2 separate regions of the Arabidopsis thaliana genome follow, and region 2 is linked to region 1. A link is a contact called in public ChIA-PET data. All regions are on one chromosome and are shown on one strand. Each heading gives the region's core, a stretch centred on a gene start, on an enhancer-like site or on the middle of the called end of the contact. The rest is flanking DNA. Distances are from core to core; before and after follow the strand shown.

The links. ChIA-PET counts read pairs in DNA pulled down with a chosen protein or histone mark.
Region 2: an H3K4me3 ChIA-PET map of shoot shows a contact between it and region 1, with 12 read pairs. The contact joins the promoter of AT2G23910 here to the promoter of AT2G23820 in region 1. A contact is called at or near these places in 5 of 26 Hi-C or Micro-C datasets (cotyledon, leaf, root and 2 more) and 1 of 2 datasets of contacts at active chromatin or transcription factors (shoot).

Annotation. Positions count from the first base shown.
Region 1 is chr2:10,134,168-10,141,926 of TAIR10.1, forward strand. AT2G23820 (Metal-dependent phosphohydrolase) reads left to right here and starts at 6,216. Exons shown (of 7, transcript NM_201793.4): 1 at 6,216-6,697; 2 at 7,550-7,674; 3 at 7,759. The coding sequence starts at 6,428. It overlaps TET8 (tetraspanin8), which reads right to left and starts at 3,428. Exons shown (of 2, transcript NM_179714.5): 1 at 2,679-3,428; 2 at 1,438-2,006. The coding sequence starts at 3,185. The coding sequence ends at 1,692. It also overlaps the pseudogene AT2G23808.
Region 2 is chr2:10,175,903-10,183,267 of TAIR10.1, forward strand. It overlaps AT2G23910 (NAD(P)-binding Rossmann-fold superfamily protein), which reads left to right and starts at 1,879. Exons shown (of 6, transcript NM_127952.3): 1 at 1,879-2,123; 2 at 2,357-2,514; 3 at 2,620-2,811; 4 at 3,269-3,422; 5 at 3,523-3,715; 6 at 3,794-4,186. The coding sequence starts at 2,000. The coding sequence ends at 3,887. AT2G23900 (Pectin lyase-like superfamily protein) reads left to right here. Exons shown (of 5, transcript NM_127951.5): 5 at 1-956. The coding sequence ends at 587. SNRNP-G (Putative small nuclear ribonucleoprotein G) reads left to right here and starts at 6,349. Exons shown (of 4, transcript NM_127954.3): 1 at 6,349-6,485; 2 at 6,590-6,612; 3 at 6,859-6,980; 4 at 7,062-7,365. The coding sequence starts at 6,451. The coding sequence ends at 7,124.

The DNA.
Region 1 (7,759 bases), core at 4,966-7,465:
GATTGCATTCAGATCCTCCTACTTTTTTTTGTTTTAGTCCGCTTCACCTTTTAAACCTTAATGTTCTTTAAGTACTAGGCTCTTGAGCCGAAGAAATATTTTTTTTGGTGTATTCGGTTCTTTTTTTTTAATGATGGAATTAGAACTGATTATTTGTTTGTTTGACAAAATACATATTTCTAAAAAGGCTATGTACGTTCATATCCCAGCCACAAATTTGTATTCCTCGTTAATTTTTTAAAAATATTCCATTTTTTGGCTTATAACCAAAAATTGCATGTTAAACTTACTTAACCCCAAACCTATCGTCATTATTATTATTATTGTTATAGTTTTTACTTACTTTATTGGATTAAAAAAACCAAGGTTAAACTTTCTTTATTAGGACAAACTAATATAACCATCGGACCCGACTAATCCAAGGGTTCGACTTAGCGAGAGGCAGCCCACTATGCTCTAGGTTAATCCATTCCTGGACTATAGGAATCAAACTCGGGGCAGAAATGTCTATTCTCCTGTCCCAAAACGATTTACCACTAGACTAGACTATGACAAGTTCGGCCAAAAATTCCATAAACCTAAAATTATGTCGTAAGAGAGCGATTCCTCTCTCAACTTCATCAAAAGTATCTCGGAAAAGGAGTTCTTGGCTAAATGGTGTTGAAAGTGTCATGGGGAAGCTCATGGCCAATCAAAATCTTAAGAAACTTAATTTTCTACTACATGGAGAAAAGTTGCTGGGACAAGTTTTTGAACCATAACGGGTTAGGTAATAACGAGTTTCTTACCTTTACGCACAAAGGAAATCTGTGCTTTCGCGTGGGCATCTACTGAATAGACGGTAAGGAGATGCTTAGACGACGAAGGTCTGAAACGTTCTTCTTAATGTTGTAATTGTAAGTTTTCATTCTTGGTAAGAGAGAAGCAAAGATACAGTGTAAGATTTGGTTTATATAAATGTGAATTATATAGTCCAATAAGAATTTGTTATTTAGGGGATCCCGAAGATGTTTGAGGAGATGCATATGCCAAAGGAGACAACGATTTTAGAGATTCATGATCCGAAAGAGAACAAGTCATGGGATGTTATGTATAAGGTCATTGGTTTTATACAGTCAAGATTTATTGCTTGATGGATTCGTTTGGTGAAAGATTTAGGTTTAGTGGTCTGAGATGTTTGCACGTTCAAGCTTATCAAACCGACCGAGATGCTTCTCACTGTCTCCATAATGGGACTTCATGATTACCCTCTTGAGGTGATCTCAGATGATGATGTATGTGAGGTGATCTCAGCTTGATCAATCTCTGAGAGACTAGTCAATGTATCAAGAACCCTTCTTCATTATGTTTGATGTGTTATTACATTGTTTCTCTGAGACTATTATCTTAATGTTTTGGTTCTTCTCTCCAGCTCAGTGTATAGTCATTGTCACAAATGTGGCTTCTCTGTTCCTCAAGGAGAAGAACAAAAGAACATGATATGAATAGAGAAACAATAAACTAATAAAAGCATATAATAAATCAATATCAAGGTTTAGCCCAAAAGGCAGAACATACTGATAATAGTCTCATAAGTGAGCTGTACAAGCAATAGGTCTCATCAAAACACCAAAGATAAAAATCATCAAACATAAAACCAAACTCCAACAATGTATCAACGAATCTCTGTCCTAAAACCCGATAAACTATGTTCAAGGCTTATATCCGTAGGTACGGGAATAACTGTCATCCCTCTTGTTGTTCCTGAAAGCACAGCAACCAACAGAGTAGACAATGATGAGGAAGACAAGGAAGACGATGTTAACGATTGCAACTTTCTTCCAAGCGCTTTTGACGTTGTCGAGTAGACCCGCTTTACAAGATTGACAATCGAAGCAGAGCTTTTCTTTTGCGTTGTCCCAGGTTTGGCAGTCTGGATTAGTGTGTGTTCCCGTTGTGTTCTTGGTCCAGGTTGTTGGGTTTACGTACTCGAAACCACATTCATCTGAAGGTTTGCAGCAACCAGACTGTAACACAAAACAAAGATTCGTTAGTTAACGTTATAGCCTTAAGAAAGAGTAAAAGTTCACAAAGATTCAGCTTTAGAAACTATCAAACAAACAAAATTCATATAAAAGTGCTAAGAACAGAGCAGAACTTTAGTTACAAAATTGCTTGCATCTTAAGTAAGAATCTGGTCCTGGATCTCATGTTTAATGATTCTCAGTTTTAAAAGGTTGAAACTTTTAATCAAAAAGTAAAGTTTTTGACTAGAAAAATGGATTTTTATAAGAGATCACTAAAAAAGAGAACTTTATGGATCAAAAAGGTCAAATCTTTTTTCAAGAATTAGAACAATTTTTTGTTAGCAATTCAACAAACTTTTGTAGGTAATTCAGTAAAACCTTAACAAAAGGAGAACAACATATTGATATGCATCGAAGTTCAAAACTAAAACATATGTCTATGGGTCAGATTCATAATTCATGATTCTCAAATTAGAAAAAGGTTGAAACTTTGTGTTCAAGGTAAGGCTTTTGTGTTCAAGTCAAAATCAAAAGTTCTTAGATCACAAAAAGAGAACTTTTAAAGGATCAAAAAGCTCAATCTCTTTCTAAGTTCTCAATCACACAATTCACTAAAAACCCTAAAAAAAAAGTTACAAAACTTTAAAATCACATCAAAGTCAAAATTTTTACCTGAAGAGCAGTAAGATGTTCCTTGTAGAAACTATTGACAGGAACATTAACAAACTTGGCTTCAAGCTTAGAACAAACTTTGCTCTCCACAAGACAACTCCTAATCTTATTCCAATTTTTACCATTCTCAACACGTTTCTGTAACCAAGTAGAGTAATCACCAAGTTTATACTCTTTATAACCTTTTCCTTCAATAGCTTCACCAGCTCCTTTGTTAGTAACAACAAAGGCAAAAACTGTTATACAGAACACAAGGAGAATCAAAAGGAACATGACAAAGAGATAAACCCAAAGAAGCCATGTGACTCTACAACATGAACCTATTAGACCAGCTATTGCTACAACCATAAGGAAAACACCAAGAGCAATCACTGGTTTGTCTAGGAATCTTTCACACTCTGTTGACCCTTTTTGGCTTAGCCAGATTCCACCAGCTAAGATTGGGATCGAGAGAAGAAATACTAGGAAATTGAGTATCCCTACGAGATTGTTGCTACAACGAGCCATGGTTTAGATTCAGAGAGAAAGATTGAAACTTTGAGGAACCCTTTAGATGAATTGAGAGAAAGATTGAGAATTTGAAGAACACTGAAACAGAATTTGAGTGGGATTTTGATGGGTTGATGAAACAAGTTTATATAGAGAAGACTGAAACGCGTGAAAGTGAGGAAATTTGGAGAAGGCTATTGCAGAGAAGTTTCGTTTGTTTTGGTTCTAAATTTCTAATTGTCTTTAGGAAGTAGTTGAGACTTGAAGACTTGGTTCATTTAGGAGAATGACTTTTTAACTTCCACGCGCTTTTACGCGAGTGGTGGATATTTTTGGATAATGACTTGTACTTATTTAATTATACTTTTTATTTAGTTTTTTTCTCTTGTGTATATTTTCTTCTATATTTGATCTTATCTTATCATGATTATTAAATAAATATTCATTATCTATAGATTGAATATAACTTGCAATGAAATAATTTCATAAAAAAAAGTAAGACTGACTAATTTTCTCATAATATATAGTTTATGACCATAACTGGTTTTTAGACTAAGTTAAGTAATTATGAGTTTGCAGCTAATTATATAAAATTTAATTTCAGTATAACTAAATAATTAATAAGAAAAAAAATTATAGCAATGTCTTAACAAATAAAAGAAGTTTTGTTTACCACATTTTTATTTTGAAATTTCTTAACTTTTGTAATTTTTATAAATCATTAAAAAAACTTTTATTTTCTTTCCTCAGTTGTGACCTTCTAAAAAATTAAAGACAGATTCTGTTTATGGTTATAAACTTACGATATATAATTTTATTTGTAAATTGTAATACACAACAAACAATCTTATTTGCAATATGCTGAAATTATGATTATTTTTTTGTATCTACAGTTTTTTTAGTTAAACAATTGTTTGAAAAGCATACCTTAGCCTAATATAAAACCATTAAACCTTTGAAAGATCAAATGGCTTTCACTTTCATATGAATATCTTATTTCTACTATGTCAAATAATTGAGTATTTCTTTTTCCTTTTGTTTTTACTTGCGTGAGCAAAATGTAAAGGCTTCCAAAGTCCAATTTGTTTTTGTTTACTCGTAATATTTGTCAACGTTTCTACTCGTATTTTATTTAATGAAATTCAAGTGACTAATATATACATATGCCACTGGAAAATTTGCAATTTGTTTTTATGCTTTTGGAGGCTGCGTTGATACCTAACCTACTTATTATAGAAAATAGACAATGGGAAGAATCAAATGACATGATCTTTTATTTAAAAACATATGTAGATCGTTTGAATCAGGCTGCATGCATTGCTACCTAAGTACCTAACCTACTTGCGTTGTTATTGTTGTTGTGTACTTGTGTTGTTTTTTATTTTTCTTGTTGGATTCCTTTGAAGCACTATTTTAAATTTGTAATATACATTATTATTGGATAACGATTTTTGGTATTTAAAACAATCTATCATAGATTTAAGTGAACTAGATTGTTTTAAATACCAAAAATCGTTATCCAATAATAATGCATATTAATTAGATTGTTTTATGATAATTTCTCAAATAATTTTTTATATTAATAAGATTTGAAATTTTGACAAAAAAATAAATAGATTTGAATAACTTGATTAAATTAAAAATGATAAATAGAAGATAATATTGTAAATATTAACATATGTAAATTAGGAGAATGGATTTAATACATTAAGTGTTACCTAAAAATTTAATCCATTCTCCTAATTTACATATGAAATATTTATATTCTTAGCATAAAAAAAAAGTCCGACTATATTTCAATTTAGATCATTGTTTGAGAAAAATTTCACTTTTTAGGTAAATGACCAATCACGTTACAACATATCAGTATCAAATCCACATAAGACATCCATGTGACACATTGCATATGCAAAGAGAAAACGAGACACCAAAATTTTGTACAAACAATAATCAGTCAATCCGAGGCTACTATATTAAAAAATTCAAAAAAAAAATTGTGATTTAATGATATTTTGAAAGTTTAAGTTTTTTCGTCCTAAATTTGAAAACTGACACATTTTTGATATTTTTACCTTTGATACATCCGTAGAAAAAATATTTACCTACTAAATATTTTCTTATATGTAGCTTATAAGTATAATTATGTGAATAACACTAACTAAAATAGATATTAGTTTATTTAAGTTTGAAAAAAATGTGACGGTTAGCTTCTCATAGCTTGAGTTTTGTGGAAACTTTACTTTATTATATTAAATATCATCATATCACATAATATGATAGTAACAAACTAATTAGTAATGTACCATCAACTTTTCTAGTAGTAAGTACTACTTTGAGGAATCTTGCACTCTGATGATATCAGGAATATGATCATAAACTTCAGAGCATCAACTCCTAGAAGAAACCGAGTGAGGTGGTCCAAATCAACAAACCTGAACACACAAGAACCTTGAATAAGACTTTCCAAATAAAAGTAGAAAAAAAAAACAGAGAATTAGAAATTCAAAAACCATACTCTTATTTTCTGGGACAAGGGTTTTTTTATACCCGAACAATTTACAAAGTGTATTTTCATACCAAAACAAATTTGAAGGATGAATTCATACCCAAACTCCAAAAACATTTGAATTTTATAGCTAAACTTTACATTTAGTGCTTAATTCAAAATCGTAAATAACGAGTATTAGTCAACTGTTACAGTTGCTGAGTCAAATGACATGTATTTGATGTTATACTTCAAAACGACATCGTGTTAAATGTTAGAATTAAAGTTATACAAAATTTTGTAAAAATCAGATATTGAAGCCACGACGTTTCACTCATTTAGGCAGCTTATTAACATTTGATCGACAACTATCATGAGTTCGAGACCTAATTTTTTTGTACAACTCTATAAAATTTTAATTCTAACACTTAAAACGATGTTGTTATAAACTCTTGACCAAACCTAGATATGAAAATACGTTTTTCCCCTGATTTGATGTTAGCCCCACGAAACTCATGACCCGAACCTAGATAGTTTGCTTGTCTTCAAGCAAACGCTGTCCAGATCAACCAAGTGAAGGGACTTATTTTCTTTTTTCCAATGATTCGGAATTCAAGACCCACTACACTATTGGGTCTTCATATAATAAAAGGCCCAATAAAAGTCTCCAGAGGAAACAAAACTAATCGAAACGACGAAACAGTTAAGGTAACAAAGTAAACAAACACGATTCCCAAAACACGAAGAAAGATAAAGCAAAGAAAAAAAAAGAAAGATGAAGAATGTGAATCGAGTCTTCTTCTGCAAATCACTATCTCTCGTCTTCCTCGTTCCTTCTTTCACTCGTTCTCATATCCGATTTACTTACTCCGCCGCCGGTGCTTCTTCTCCTAATCGAGCTATTCACTGCATGGCTTCCGATTCCCCTCAATCCGGAGATGGTTCCGTCTCTTCTCCTCCTAATGTCGCGGCTGTTCCCTCTTCTTCTTCTTCTTCGTCCGCTTCTTCCGCCATTGATTTCCTCTCTCTCTGTACTCGTCTCAAGGTAAGCTTTGATTGATCCGCCTTACATTTTCGCTAAGATCCGGTGGTTTTGTGTGATTATACAACGCAATGTTGGTTAGATGATGCGATTGTTCTTGTTGATGGATTGTGTGGAAATCTGATTTCGTTAGGGAAATGAAACGATTTCAAGCTATGTAGTTACTTTTGATGTTCTTGTTGATGGATTGTATTGGAATCTGTAAATTCGTTTGTGCAATGAAACGATTTCAAGCTTTGTTGTTACTGTGTAGATGTGAAGTTTTTATGTGAATCTGGTTAGTTTTCGCGGTGGTTTCTGTCAATGAACTATTTCTACTCGTAACTTTTGTCTATGGAACCTAGAATTTGATACAGATGTTGGTTTGAAACCTCTAACGCATTGTTTAGATTTATGTGGATGTTTTTTACCAATGTAAGATTGGATCTGTGTTAAGAATGGAGATTATTCTGGTGATGGATTGTAGAAACTCAATGCATTGTAACTGTTTATATAAGATCATTTGTTTTTTAGATTTGTGTGGATGTTTGTTATCAATGTTATGATGGATCTGTGTGGAGATAGCTTGAAACGTTTCGTGCTTAATGGATTGTATTGGAATGTATAGTGGATTGTTACGGAAATGAAACATTGTCAAGCTTGGCTGCATCTGTTGACGGATTGTAGAATTCGTTTAGGGGAATGAAATGATTTCAAGTTTATGTGATTAATGGTCTGTGATTACTAAATCCTTGAAGATGTGAAGTTTGTCATGTGTTTTACTTTTTTGTGAATCAAGTGAGTTTTTGTTTGCTGATTTAACGATAGAGTTTGTGTGCTGTATCGTTTGGTAAACCATCTTTTTATATCAAATAGACAACTCCAAGAGCTGGATGGATTAAGAGAGATGTGAAAGATCCAGAATCTATAGCGGATCACATGTATCGGATGGGTCTTATGGCTCTAATTTCTTCAGATATCCCCGGTGTTAACAGAGACAAGTAAGTTTCTTGCTTGCTTCTCTCTTTTCAAGTTTCAACTGCTGTGAAAAAACTCTTCTTATATACATACTTTTCTTTCTATAGA
Region 2 (7,365 bases), core at 629-3,128, 37 kb after region 1:
TGCCAACTCAACAATTGTCTATCCGACGGCTCACATGCATCTCTCCCGACAGCGCTGGAATAGCACTCGGAAGTGAAATGTCCGGTGGAATCAAAGACGTTAGAATCGAAGACATTACATTACTTCAGACACAATCCGCTATCCGAATCAAAACCGCGGTTGGTCGTGGTGGTTATGTTAAGGATATTTTCGCCAGGAGGTTCACAATGAAAACAATGAAATACGTTTTCTGGATGAGCGGTGCTTATAACCAACACCCCGCTTCCGGTTTTGATCCCAAGGCTATGCCCGTGATTACGAATATCAACTACCGTGACATGACCGCGGATAATGTCACGCAACCTGCGAGGCTCGATGGGTTCAAGAACGATCCTTTCACAAAGATATGTATGTCGAATATAAAGATTGATTTGGCTGCTGAGCCGAAGAAGTTGTTGTGGAATTGTACAAGCATCTCTGGAGTTTCGAGCAAGGTTACACCTAAACCGTGTAGTTTGTTGCCGGAGAAAGGAGCACCGGTGGACTGTGCTTTTCCGGTTGATAAGATTCCTATTGAATCTGTTGTCCTGAACAAATGCTCTGCTTAGAGATTGTGAACGGAGATAATACTAATTTCCTCATAAATATATATACATTGTCTTTTTGCAATGTATATTAATTCCCTTAGAAGAAAATGTCCCAGCTGTTATTTTATAAAGCTGATGGGTACATGCAATGGTTTTAGAATACGCATACGAAATTATACAATCAGTTTCGTGGAATTAAATTAAAGTTTGAAACGACGATTATAAGCATATGTATCGAATTAGAGATTAAGCTTTCCTAGTTTTGTCTAGGATTGAATTCTTATGCGAGAGATGAAAATGTGATCTAAGCATCGCTAGACCCTAAACATTAATGGATAACAAAAGGATGTGTGTTATATCTACATGGAATTTTTATGTCACATATCAAATTTTATGTATAGTTTAAAATGTAATTAAGTCCTTATCAAAACATATATGTTTGGTTAGTGTTATACTGTAATTGATGTTTTTTTTACAAATATGTTAAATAGCGCATTGCATGGTTTATCACATTAACCAATGTTTTTGTGCTTGATGGCTCGATTTATGCGATGTGCTAAGTTGTCTTAGAAGACGGATCCTCGGTATATATTCTTGTGACCTAAAGATATCCCACGGGCGACATCGCAACTAATTGATATGCAGAATAGACTAATAGTACAAAATTTGTCCGTATCACATATTTTTTATGTCACTAGTTACTATAAAAAATAATTAAAATACAAGTCAACACATAACAAAAAGAATTATAAACTAATAAAATGATTAAAGTCGTTGATTAGTTTAAAATCTGCAACTAAAAATGATAATATTTGCAATAATATTTTTCATTTTTATATTCCCTTTGTTCTACTCGTTTTATCTAATTATGTTTGGTTGGCACAACATATATATTCATTTTGATAATTCTACCTATCTTTCTTTTAAGAACACTTGTCAGAATTCAGAACGTAAGATAAAGCTAACTCACAATGTCATCGTAAATCATCTTCACACCACAATCGCTACCTACTAACTTCTAGCTACTTTGTTGTCAACTTCTCATATTAACCTTCTCTTTTTTCACTATAGTATTTGAATCCAAATTACTAATTTATTTAAATATAAACTTTAGAAATATTAAAATAATAATAGTTTAAAAATAACTAATACTACAAAACATTAAAAAAAAAGAATTACGTTTTTCAATCAATTATTTATTATTCTGTTTTTTTTTCCACCGGTCAATGGATTAACCAACAACACAAAGCCATATAGTAAAACAAGAAGATGAGTAGGTTGGGAGCGTGCAACAATGAAATAGTTCACCCACCTTTCTCCTATTTATTACTACTTCCTTCTCCTCACGTCTCTCCTCTACATAGTAAGACCCAACTAAATATCTTCTTTTCTCTCCATACACTTTTTCCAGATATTTCTAATCAACAAAACTGATGAATCAAGAAAAGACCATTTCTTGTTGTTGTGTTCTTGATGCTTCCACTTATGTTGGTTTCTGGATTCTCAAGAGATTGCTCACTAGAGGTTACTCTGTTCACGCAGCTATCCGTAAAAACGGTAAAAAAATCTATCAAACTCTTTTTTCAATTGATTTCAAGGATTTTGAGACAAATGATTTGTTTATCTGGCCAAATTCACTAATGGTGCTATAAAGTTTCCAACCTTTAATTGGTTCCAATCAATTTTTGAGGCAATGGGTTCAAGTTCACTTATGGGTACAATCAAATTTAGATGGAATCTTGTTGCAAGGGTTTTTTTTTTTTCTCTCTAATGAGGATTTTTGGTAATAGGGGAGAGTGTGCTTGAAGAGAAAATCAGAGACATGGAAGCTAACGAAGAGAGATTAGAGGTTTATGATGTGGATGTGTTAGATTACCAAAGTATCCTCATTTCTCTCAACAATTGTAATGCTGTCTTCTGTTGTTTGGATAATCCTGAAGGGTACGATGTGAGTATTTTAGTGTTTCTCACTCACCACTTCTCTGTAATCTCTCTTTTTTTTTGTGTGGTTTGGGGAAATTGAGATTTTGTTTATGAAATGATGTGAAATTAGGAGGAGAAGGAAGTGGATTTGGAGGTGAGAGGAGCTATTAATGTGGTGGAAGCATGTGCAAGAACAGAGAGTATAGAGAAGATTGTGTTCTCATCTTCGTTAACTGCTGCAATTTGGAGAGATAACATTGGAACTCAGAAAGATGTTGATGAGAAGTGTTGGAGTGATCTTGACTTCTGTCTCAAAAAAAAGGTATTTTAGTTCAACTCTTTTTGGTTCATTCATTTTCTTGAAAAGTTCAAGACATTTATAAACATGTTGGACCCACAGTTTATTCATATTCATATATGATAGTTTTGACATAGAATGAACAATTATTTCATGTACCTTTTCATCAATCAATCTGAAATGTATTATTTAAATTATTGTTATTTTGAAATTACAAGATACCATATTATTTGTTGAACTTCTAAAACTTTGGGGGTAGTGAATCTTTGTTGGAAAAGTAAATCAAAAATTGGGTCTTCATGTAATGTATTTGACATTTGTCATAATGTCATGTGTTTATCTTAGACTCATTTTGGTCAAGATTCAATGTAAGACTGCCTTAATAAAATATTAAAGAGGTCAAAACTCTAACTAAATCCTACCTAGATCATATTTTAGAATAGTACTTAATTTAATTTTGTAACTACTTTCTTAATCACAGTTGTGGCATGCTCTTGCGAAGACACAGTCCGAGAAGGCAGCTTGGGCATTAGCCATGGATCGTATGGTCAACATGGTTTCGGTTAACCCGGGCCTCATCGTTGGACCATCAGTGGCTCAACACAACCCAAGACCGACCATGTCTTACCTCAAAGGTATATATATATATTATTATTTTTTGACAATCAGGTACATATATATACTACATTCATGTAACTAATAATGTAATTGTTCTGGCTATGTATGTGATTGTAGGAGCTGCACAAATGTATGAGAACGGTGTGTTAGCGTACGTAGATGTTGAATTTGTAGCGGATGTTCACATTCGAGCATTCGAGGATACTTCGGCTTGTGGTAGATACTTTTGCTTCAACCAAATTGTGAACACGGAAGAAGAAGCTCTCAAGCTTGTACAAACTCTATCTCCTTTAATACCTATGCCACCAAGGTAATTATTATTACTATTATTGTTATTATCATTACTACTATATAATTTATTATTTTATAGTTATAATATATGATTTAGGCATGAGAAAGAAATGCAAGGAAGTGAAGTTTATGAAGAGAGATTGAGAAACAAGAAACTAAACAAGCTGGTGGAAGCTGGATTTGCTTGTTAATTACATGAAGAGAGATGTTATAAATTAAAGGGCAAGAAAATAACAAAGAAATTTTATAGTAAGAGTTGTTTGTTTACTTATTTTTTTAATTATTGTACTCTCAATTCAGTATTTTATATATCTATATTTTATTTTATTTTGAAATGAAAGGAAAATATGTGTTACTCATAGAAAAGTGAGTATTTTTTTTTTGGTTTTAATGTGAGAAAAGTGAGTATTTATTACTTGTATGTCATTATTTATGGAATATATGATGAGGCTAGGTAGCAACAAATAATAAGAAAATGAGAAAAGCATTATACAGTTTTGTACTAAACTACACATTTGCAAGCTAAGAAGGAAATAAATTTTGACATGTGCTTGATGTAATTTATGAGTTGTCAACTTTAAAGTATATAGCTAACTGTTGATGAATGATTTATCATTAACATTTTTAAAAAAAATTAGATACAATTTGAAACGTGTAATAAATGATGAGCATATATCCATACATTTTGTTTGTAATGGGTTTCTGATTTATCCACACTTCAGTTTCTGCAAGCTGTGATGTTAGACATGATAAAATCACACAAACAATTCAGAGACATACAAAATCAGGATTGTGAAGCAGGATTTAAAGTATATAGCTTAGTTTTTTTTGTATTTTTTTTTAACAGCAAAATCAATATTCACGTTTTAGACATCAGAAAATGAAGCAGGATTTGCAAGTTTGAGAGTTAAAAGTCAGTCATTAACAAAATCAAAATCTCAAATGCATCCACGATTTATTAATACAACATAAATAATGCAATACGATCCAAAAGAAACTACAAAAATAAAATTTAAGGTTCGGTCTTCTCAAAAAAGATCAAGGTTTTGTCTTCTTGGTATGTCCATCATGAAGTTTCTTCTATGGGACGTTCTTTAAATTTGCATGATATAGATCAAGATGGGTTGTTGCCATATGCGAGGATGATGTTGAATTGCCTCTGCTGGACCAACGTTTCAAGGACACTAAAATTTTAATGTCTTTGGCAGGACCGGCTATAAAATTTTGGGGTCAAAACTCAAACAAAATAATTTAAGATTATTAAAAAAAAAAGTGGAGCCAATTATCGTAAAATAAAAGTATTATTAACAGTATATTGAAATTTTAAAGTCTTGAACCACACTTTTGATCATATGAGATAATATGTTTTGGTGGTGTTTTAAGAGCAAAACTAAAGGAGATGGGAAACTCGATATTTGGTCGATGTGGGATGAGTGTAGACAACTTCAAGGCTGTGAAGATCCCAACACCGGCTCTTACTCCATTTCTTTTCAAAACTAGTCGATACATTCTCATACACAACTTATTATTAATAGGTTTCAGTGTTTTACATCAACCAATTTTATATTAATCGTTTATTTATATTTATTTTGTTGTCGATGAATCGGTATTAGAAATTGAGAGCTTGTGGCATGGTATATCTGTACATTCAAGTATTACAGTGGAGAAATTTTTATTTTGGACTGATATATTGTTGTTATCCCGAGCTAAATTTGTAAATAGGAAACACAAATTGAAACTTATAAAGTAAATCGCGAGAAAAATCAATTGATTATTAGAGAAATACTAAACAATCTGAAATGCAAATCGTTCGCTCAAAGTAAGCTCACGATTACACAACGATCAACATAGACTGCTATTGCTACATCACCAGAGTATTTCTTTGTCTCTCTCTCAACAATCTAGAAAAGCATAAAGCTTATGAGATGTAAAGGTAGAAAAATTTAGAGAAATATTTATCATTTTTCAATTAAAAATATAATAAGAGAAAAATGATAATGCATTATGTTTAAATAATATATATATATAAAGAAAAAAATTTAACCTTGTGAAATTTATAATTTTGTTAGTCTAAATATAGTATATGTAGATAAAATATAAAATTAGTGAGTATAATAGATGTGTCACCACTTACCACTTATTACCTAAATTAAATTCATTATAATGCATATTGGTGGCAGAAAAATTGTATATGTAATGCTGAAAAACAAAATGGTATATGTAATATCATTCGATAGAAACAATTCGAACAATTGGCCGCATTAGAACTACAATGACATAAAAATGTCTTCGTCATTTTAATTTTTTTCTTATCATTTTTGATGTTGTGGTGAAATTTTAGTGTAACTTTTAAAATTTATCGATTGGTGAAATCAAAAATATTTGATCAATTGGTTAGACGCTAAATATTTGATCAATTGGTTAGACCACAACAAAAATATTTAATTAATTGGTTAGACGATTGTAAGATATTACATCAGATTAATAGCGTCTAGAGAATACACTTCGACGAAAAAGGAAAATCACTTAAAAAAAAAAAAAAAAATACACTTCGACGAAACATGTCAATAGTCATATGAGTTGGGCCTTATAGTTTATTGGGCCTGAGTAGATTATTGGGCTTAAAGGAGTAGTAAAAAACAAGAAGACGCTAACACTAGACTTCCAAAAATCAAAACTTTAGGGTTTCAGAGCAAACTCTGTCTTCTTCAAGCCGAGAGCGAAAACCCTAAGCTCAATTCCGATTTTGCAACTATGAGTCGTTCAGGTCAGCCTCCGGATCTTAAGAAGTAAGCCCTTGTTCTTATTTCTCTCTTTCTGTTTCTATATCTTCGTGTTTCTGATTTAATTTTTGTGCTTAATCTGTTGTTTGTTTTTGTTTCGTTCGATGCAGGTACATGGATAAGAAGCTCCAAAGTAAGTTCAATATCTTCATCTTCTTTTATCGATAGTTAGGGAACTTCAGTTTTGTATAACACATTAGCTGAGATGTGATTGCAACTTTATTCTGTGAATCGAACTGGATTTGGTATTACTGATTTTAGTTATAGTGTCTAGAATCGAACTCAAAGTAGTTTTTTTTTGGTGATTGTGTTTTGATTTTAGCAAAGAGTGGATTTTTTCTTGATGTGTTGAGATTGATGAATTGTATTTGAAATGCAGTCAAGCTTAATGCTAACCGAATGGTTACTGGAACTCTTCGTGGGTTTGATCAGTTCATGAATCTTGTTGTGGATAACACTGTTGAGGTGAACGGTAACGACAAAACCGACATCGGGATGGTGGTAAGTCTCTCGATTCTGTGTCCCTTTGTCGTTAATCTTCTGCTGCTCTTGACTGATGTTTTACTTTGGTTTTGGGAGCAGGTGATTAGAGGAAACAGCATTGTCACTGTTGAAGCTCTTGAACCAGTGGGCAGATCTTCTTAGCTCGTTATATTCATTGGTTATGATCTTTTTGTACTAAGCACTAGCTATGAGAAATCTTGGTGGTAGATTCGCAGTTACGATGAATTGATTCTGTAAGAAGTCTACATGAATACTCTTTTCTTGTACTAAAAAGATTGCAATGAACCCCCACCGATGAATGTGATGGCTTGTACTTTTCACTCTTGATACAATGCTCAAACCTCTATTAGTCATCTTCTTAGCTTGGTTTATGCATCCATAG